2 separate regions of the Pan troglodytes genome follow, and region 2 is linked to region 1. The links are chromatin contacts, called in public Hi-C maps. All regions are on one chromosome and are shown on one strand. The core of a region is the stretch at or near the end of the contact, and the rest is flanking DNA. Distances in the headings are between cores, read along the strand shown. Region 1 has its middle 12 kb from the start of HDHD5. Region 2 holds the start of CECR2 (CECR2 histone acetyl-lysine reader).

Region 1 (2,978 bases), core at 150-2,649:
AGGTCAGGAGTTCGAGACCAGCCTGGCCTACTAAAAATACAAAAATTAGCCGGGCGTAGTGGTGTACACTTGTAATCCCAGCTACTTGGGAGGCTGAGGCAGGAGAATTGCTTGAACCTGGGAGGCAGAGGTTGCAGTGAGCCAAGATGGTGCCATTGCACTCCAGCCTGGGCGACAAGAGCAAAGACTTCATCTCAAAAAAATAAAAAATAAAAATAAAAAAATTAGGCAGGGCATGGTGGTTCACGCCCGTAATCCCAGCACTTTGGGAGGCCGAGGTGGGCAGATCATGAGGTCAGGAGTTCAAGACCAGCCTAGTCAACATGGTGAAACCCCGTCTCTACTAAAAATACAAATATTAGCCAGGTGTGGTGGCGCACACCTGTAATCCCAGCTACTCGGGGGGCTGAGGCAGGATAATTGCTTGAACCCGGGAGGCAGGGGTTGCAGTAAGCCGAGATCGCACCATTGCACTCCAGCTGTGGGCGACAGAGCAAGACTCCATCTCGAAAAAAATAATAATACAAAATTAGCCGGGCATGGTGGTGTGCGCCTGTGGTCCAGATGAGGCAGGAGAATAGCCTGAACCCAGGAGGTGGAGGCTGCAGTGAGTTGAGATTGTGCCACTGCACTCCAGTCTGGGGAACAGAGTGAGACCCTGTCTCAAAAAAAAAAAAAAAGAGTTCAGAACAGTGTGGATACTGTGCTGCCTTTTATATCAGAGCAGGAAAAAATATATATATTTGCTTTTGTTTATTTTGCCTAAAGAAACACAAGAAACTAAGCCTGGTGAGAGAATGGGTGGGATGGGAAAGAGGACAGTGGAAAACAGAGGTGGATACAAGCCTTTCGAATGTGTTCCTTTTCATACTTTTTGAATTTTTGAAATGTGATTGTATATAGATTCACATTTTAATTTTAAATGTAATTAAAATTTAAAATTCATTAGGGCACTACTCTCTCATCCTGTACTATGGGCTCTACCCTTTTTTGCTTGTTTGTTTTTGTTTTGTTTTGAAGAGACAGAGTCTCGCTGTTTTCCCCAGGCTGGTCTAGAACTCCTGGGCTCTAGCGCCCCGCCTGGGCCTCCCAGAATGCGGGACTACAGGCGCCGCCACCACCCGGCCTCTACTCTAAATGCATAGAGGCCAGGATGACCCAAGGTCACCAGCGGCCCATGCTGCCTGGCAGGGGCTTGAGGCCGGGAGGGGACCCTGCAGACAGGCGAGACCATGTGTGATCTATGGGAAGCAACTAAACCGGCGTATTCGCGGCAGGGGAGCTCTGTGCCGTCCCGCGGCCCCACCCTGCTCCGCCATGGGAAGCCGTAGCTTGGCGGGGCCCACAGTGACGCGAGGGACTCCGAGGGCACCCGGGCCGGGGTGGACACGGGAGTGGGACCGGGCGCGGCCGGCAGGGGGCAGCAGCGCCGCGCCGCCCGCGCAGTTCCACAGGTGCGCCGAGCCTGGGGCCATCGCCTCCCTCCGGCCGCCGTCCCCAGCGAATCGCCGCCTGCGTTCTGCCGTTTCCCCGCCACCGCAGCCACCCGGGGCTCGGGGGGCCGCAGCCATCCGCAAGCCGCGGGGCGGCGGGACCGGGCGGGCCGCTAGGGACGCCGGACGAAGGGAGCCCGCGGGCGGGGTCTGGGCGCCTACATCTTTGCTCCCAGGGAGGGAAGGGACAGGAAACTGAAGCTGTTTCCGGGGCTGACCCCGGCCAGAGAGAGCAGGGCTCGGGAGAGTCGGCGCGTCCCGGAGGCGGCGCCCCCTGGAGGCCGGTGTGCTTTGGCTCTGCAGCGGGGGAGATTAGGGGTGGAGGCCGACCGATCCCACTCAGCCAGGACTGGCAGGCGCCGGGAGCTCACTGGGAGGCAAGTGCCGACCCCCGAAACCCACTCCAGACAAGCGAAGAAAACAGCTCTGTGTCCCAGGACGAGCACATACCTACTGTCACCCACTGTGCGACCTGGAAGAGTTACTGACCCTCTCTGGGCCTTAATCAGTCATCAGAAACACAAACGCGTAGATAAGATGGTCTTTAGGCCTCTCCCAGCTCTGCTATTCTGTGAATCTAAGAAACTCTAGTCCCTCCACCAGTCCCCACCCCGGGCTGGCTTCGCTTCAGGGAGGCCTGGCTGAGCTGGGGCCCTCATCCAAGGTCTTTGCACGATTCCTCAGCAAAGGTGTTTTGGAAGGCTGGGTCCCACCCCTTCCCGGCGGAGGAAGAGGCTATTGGCTAAAAAGCCTGGACTAATTCAAAACCAGCAGCTCGGCCCTGGTTTTTTCGGAGCACAGCCAAACCCAAATCACACCTCTGCACCTACCTAGCTCCAGAGATCTAGGCAGCATTTACAGCCCCCAAATGTTATTTTTACACCCTTTCCAGGCAGGGAAGGACAGAGGAGGATAAGCTATTTTTAGGATGACTGCTATTTAAAGTAACATACTGGCCTGGCAAGGTGGCTCTGGCCTGTAATCCCAGTGCCTTGGGAGATACAGGCAGGAGAATCACTTGAGGCCAAGAGTTCAATACTAGCCTGGGCAACAAAAGGAGACCCCCATCTCTATTAAACAGCCGGGCGTGGTGGTGCGCGCCTGTCGTCCCAACTACTGGAGAGGCAGGCTGAGGCGGGAGGGTCCCTTGAGCCCAGGAGTTCAAGATTATAGTGAGCTATGATCACAGCACTGCCCTCCAGGCTGGGCAGTGAGACCCTGTCTCAAAACAATAAATTAAGTAACCTAGACTATGTATGTGAAAATAATATTTCCAACCCTAGCATGCTGACTTCATCTGAGCTTACAGATGCATTTTCATACAGTCCTCCCCAAGGGATCAATTCCTGTGAGAGCCGAGGATGGCACCAGTCATTGAAATCCTGACCATGGGAAAGGGTCATTTGGGATTCCGGAATGGGTGGCTGAAGCAGTTTACAGAATCGCGTTCTGGTGAGCTTTAAGAATGGAACAGGCGCCGGGTGC
Region 2 (2,978 bases), core at 161-2,660, 200 kb after region 1:
TGTTAGAAGATGATGTATTTTGAGATTACTAGATTCACAGAAGATGCACGTGAATATACTCTAACCATTTAAAAATATGTTTCTGAATGCTGCCTTAAAAAATACAACAAGTTATTATCATAATAAAGTGAGGGAGAGTGGAGGGGTAATTATCCAGACAGCCCATTCCAAAATCTATCATATAAATTATCTCCAGATTGTACACTACTTAAAGGTAGAAGAGGATCTTTGAGTTTAACCCTTGTACACTTTGTGATTGTGCCTGTCACTCAATAAATAGTTGATTGATTTGGGGGACGCGCCAGGAGCAGTGTTTCCTATCTGAAAGGTGGACCATCGAACTCAGAGGCGGCCCTCTGAGACCAGCAGGATGCAAGTGCAACGACCAATACAAATATCTGAGCATTCAATGGAGTTTTTCCAAACTTCTAGCCTGTTTCTGGGGTGATTTTTTTTCTTAGGATTTAGCAGTATTCCACCGCGCTACAGCAGTTAGCATTTCTAAAGCACACACCCCAACACCCTTCGGCCGTAGCACATTCAATCCCTCCGCCGGGGCGTGGGGGTCTCCTCCCCTCCGAGCACAGTTCCCGGCTTCCCGATCTCCTCTGCCCCATCCCCCCGCCTTCCAAGCACATTGTGCGCACTCTTCCAGGCAGCTCTTTCAGCGGCCGGGCAGTAGCAGGGTTCCGAGCCCGTCTTCTCCGGGGCGGTCACACGTGTCCATTCCCTGGGGTAGGGGATCGCTCTTCCCGCTTGGCTGCTGATTGGTGCCTCCCCCTACCCCACCCTTCCCGCCGCTCTCCAGCCTCCATCCTACTTCGTTCCAGCTCAATCAGCCCCACCGCCTTCTTCCCTCGGAGAAAAAAGCCACTTCAGAGCTCCTTGGGCGCCGTTCTCGGCTGGAATAAAAGCGTTAAGAAACAGGTGGAAAGCACTTCACGTCTCTAGGCTTCATATTTCTAGGGTGGACAGCCCGCTCCTGCTCCGGCTCTGCCCTCGGCATCAATAATAACTGAACTCCTACACGTGCACGTTTCTGTCTCTAGCCCGACCGAAAGCACCACCCCGCGGGCCCTTTAAAAGGACGCGACCACTCAGGCCAAGTGGGGGTGGGAGAGCTCCTGGCCGTCCTCCCTTGGGAAAGTGCTTCAACTCCCCAGTCCCAAAGTCCTGGAGGGCGGAGGGCGCCGTGTGAGAGTTCTCGGGGGTGCGGCCCGCGCCCCCTAGGTCCTGCGGATCTGGGCCCGGGGGCGCGCGCCCCGCCCCTCCCCCTCCCTGGCGGTGCAGCTGTCCGGGCGGGGGTGGGGCGGGGTCGGGGGTTGTTGTTGTGGCGCGGGCAGCCCCGCCCCCTCCTCGTGGGCGGCCCCTCCCCCAGGCCCCGCGTCCGGCCCCTCCGCCCCTAGCCCCATCTGTTTCTCCGGCGGGGACTCGATTATATTGTAGGGGACTGGGGGCGGCCGCCGCCGCAGCCGCGGGATGGGGCGAGCGCGCGGACCCCGCGGGCAGCCGCAGCCGCAGCCGCCTCAGTAGCTCGGGCCCCCGCGCCGCCGCCCCCCGCCCGGCGCCCGCCCTCGGCTCCTGCACTCGCCGAGCGGCGGCAGCAGCGGGAGGAGCGCCCCGCCGCCCCCGCCGAGGACCGCGCGGAGGCTGCGGCGCTGCCGCGGCGGGAGTCCCAGGTCGGCGGGCAGAGCGCGGGCAGCGAGGGGCCGCCGCCTGTGCCGCAGCGGGGAGATGTGCCCGGAGGAGGGCGGCGCGGCCGGGCTGGGCGAGCTCCGCTCCTGGTGGGAGGTCCCGGCCATCGCGCACTTCTGCTCGCTCTTTCGCACCGCGTTCCGCCTGCCCGACTTCGAGATCGAGGTGAGTGGCCGCGCGGGCGGGAGGCGGCGCGCTGCGCCCCCTGCTCCCCCTGCCCCGCGCGGGGTGTCCCGGGCCGTCGCGCAGAGGGGCCGGGGCCCGAGGGACTTCGGCCGGGAGTCGGGGGCCAGGAGGAGGGCGCAAAAGGGCAGGAGGGCGGGCGGGGGCCGCCGGGCTGTGCCCGGGTGCCGAGGGGCGTCGGGCCGGGGACGCCGGCTCCTGGGGTGGAGGAGCAGGCACCGCGAGGGCGGGGCGGGCCCGTGCTTTTGTGGGAGAGGGAGCGGGAGCGGGACCCGGCGACCCTCCCGGGACTTCTCCGGTGGGCTGGGGCTGAGTGTGGGCGCGAGGGCTGCGCGCGCTCGCCGCCCGGTGCCATTGAGGCGCGAGCCAGCTGCTCCGGCGGGGCCGGGCGCGGGGAGGGGGGGGGCCCGCGCGGGATTAACTCGGACCCGGGCGGGAGTCGGCCGCGGCCGGCGGGGAGGGCTAGCCCCGCTCTGGCGGGCGGGCGCGTGGCAGGGGCTCCCGGAGGCCCCAAGCTCCCGGGAGGCGCTCCGGCCAACTTCGGGCCGGTGGGGACCGGGCCTGGGCGCGGGGCTCTGGAGGTGTGGAAGGAAAGTTTGGGACTCCGTTATTCTTCCACAGCGTCCTTCCTCCCGTAATATCCAGCCTCTTTATCGCGGGGCTCGGGAGCCCTTGGAGTTTATCTCGCCACCATTATCCCCCCGGGCGAGCGCGGAGGACGGGCTGGCCATTCTGGCCAGGCCGGAGGTGTTTTCCAGCCCGGGGCTTTGTGATAACTGGGCCGAAACCCGAGGGTCCTGGAGCGCGGCGGGTGGCGGGAGCTTGCGGAGCGCGGCGCACTCGGCGGCCAGGCATCGGCCAGCTCAGCGGCAGCCCCCTTTCTCCTATTTTTATTTTTATTTTTGGAAGGAGCTGAGAAATAGTCGATTGGTTGGCAGGTTGAATTGCCTTCTCTTCTATGGCAATGTGTGTCGTGACTTTTCACCTTTTGCCTTTGGACAAAGGTGAATGGCAACTGCGTTGGTCAGTTTTTGTTTTCTGTTCTGCGGATGGGTTCGCCGACGCAGTAATCAAAATTAGAGCCACTCTTTTGGAAGAGC

The links. Hi-C and Micro-C count contacts between places; a contact is called where the count stands out from the background.
Region 2: a contact with region 1 is called in a Hi-C map of stem cell-derived neural progenitor cells, with 3 times the contacts expected there. The contact joins the promoter of CECR2 here to the enhancer-like site in region 1. A contact is called at or near these places in 1 of 7 Hi-C or Micro-C datasets (stem cell-derived neural progenitor cells), 1 of 1 datasets of contacts at active chromatin or transcription factors (stem cell-derived excitatory neurons) and 1 of 1 other capture datasets (stem cell-derived neural stem cells).

The regions. Positions count from the first base shown.
Region 1 is chr23:19,880,227-19,883,204 of NHGRI_mPanTro3-v2.0_pri, forward strand. No RefSeq gene overlaps it. Among named protein-coding and RNA genes, the nearest start is that of HDHD5, 12 kb to the left of the region's middle. Within about 2 kb of position 1,400, at least 16 of the 24 cell types and tissues checked have an H3K27ac peak or open chromatin away from gene starts, as enhancers often do. A contact at or near this core is called in stem cell-derived neural progenitor cells and stem cell-derived neural stem cells, where this site is marked.
Region 2 is chr23:20,078,696-20,081,673 of NHGRI_mPanTro3-v2.0_pri, forward strand. It overlaps CECR2 (CECR2 histone acetyl-lysine reader), which reads left to right and starts at 1,411. Exons shown (of 19, transcript XM_016939629.3): 1 at 1,411-1,860. The coding sequence starts at 1,735.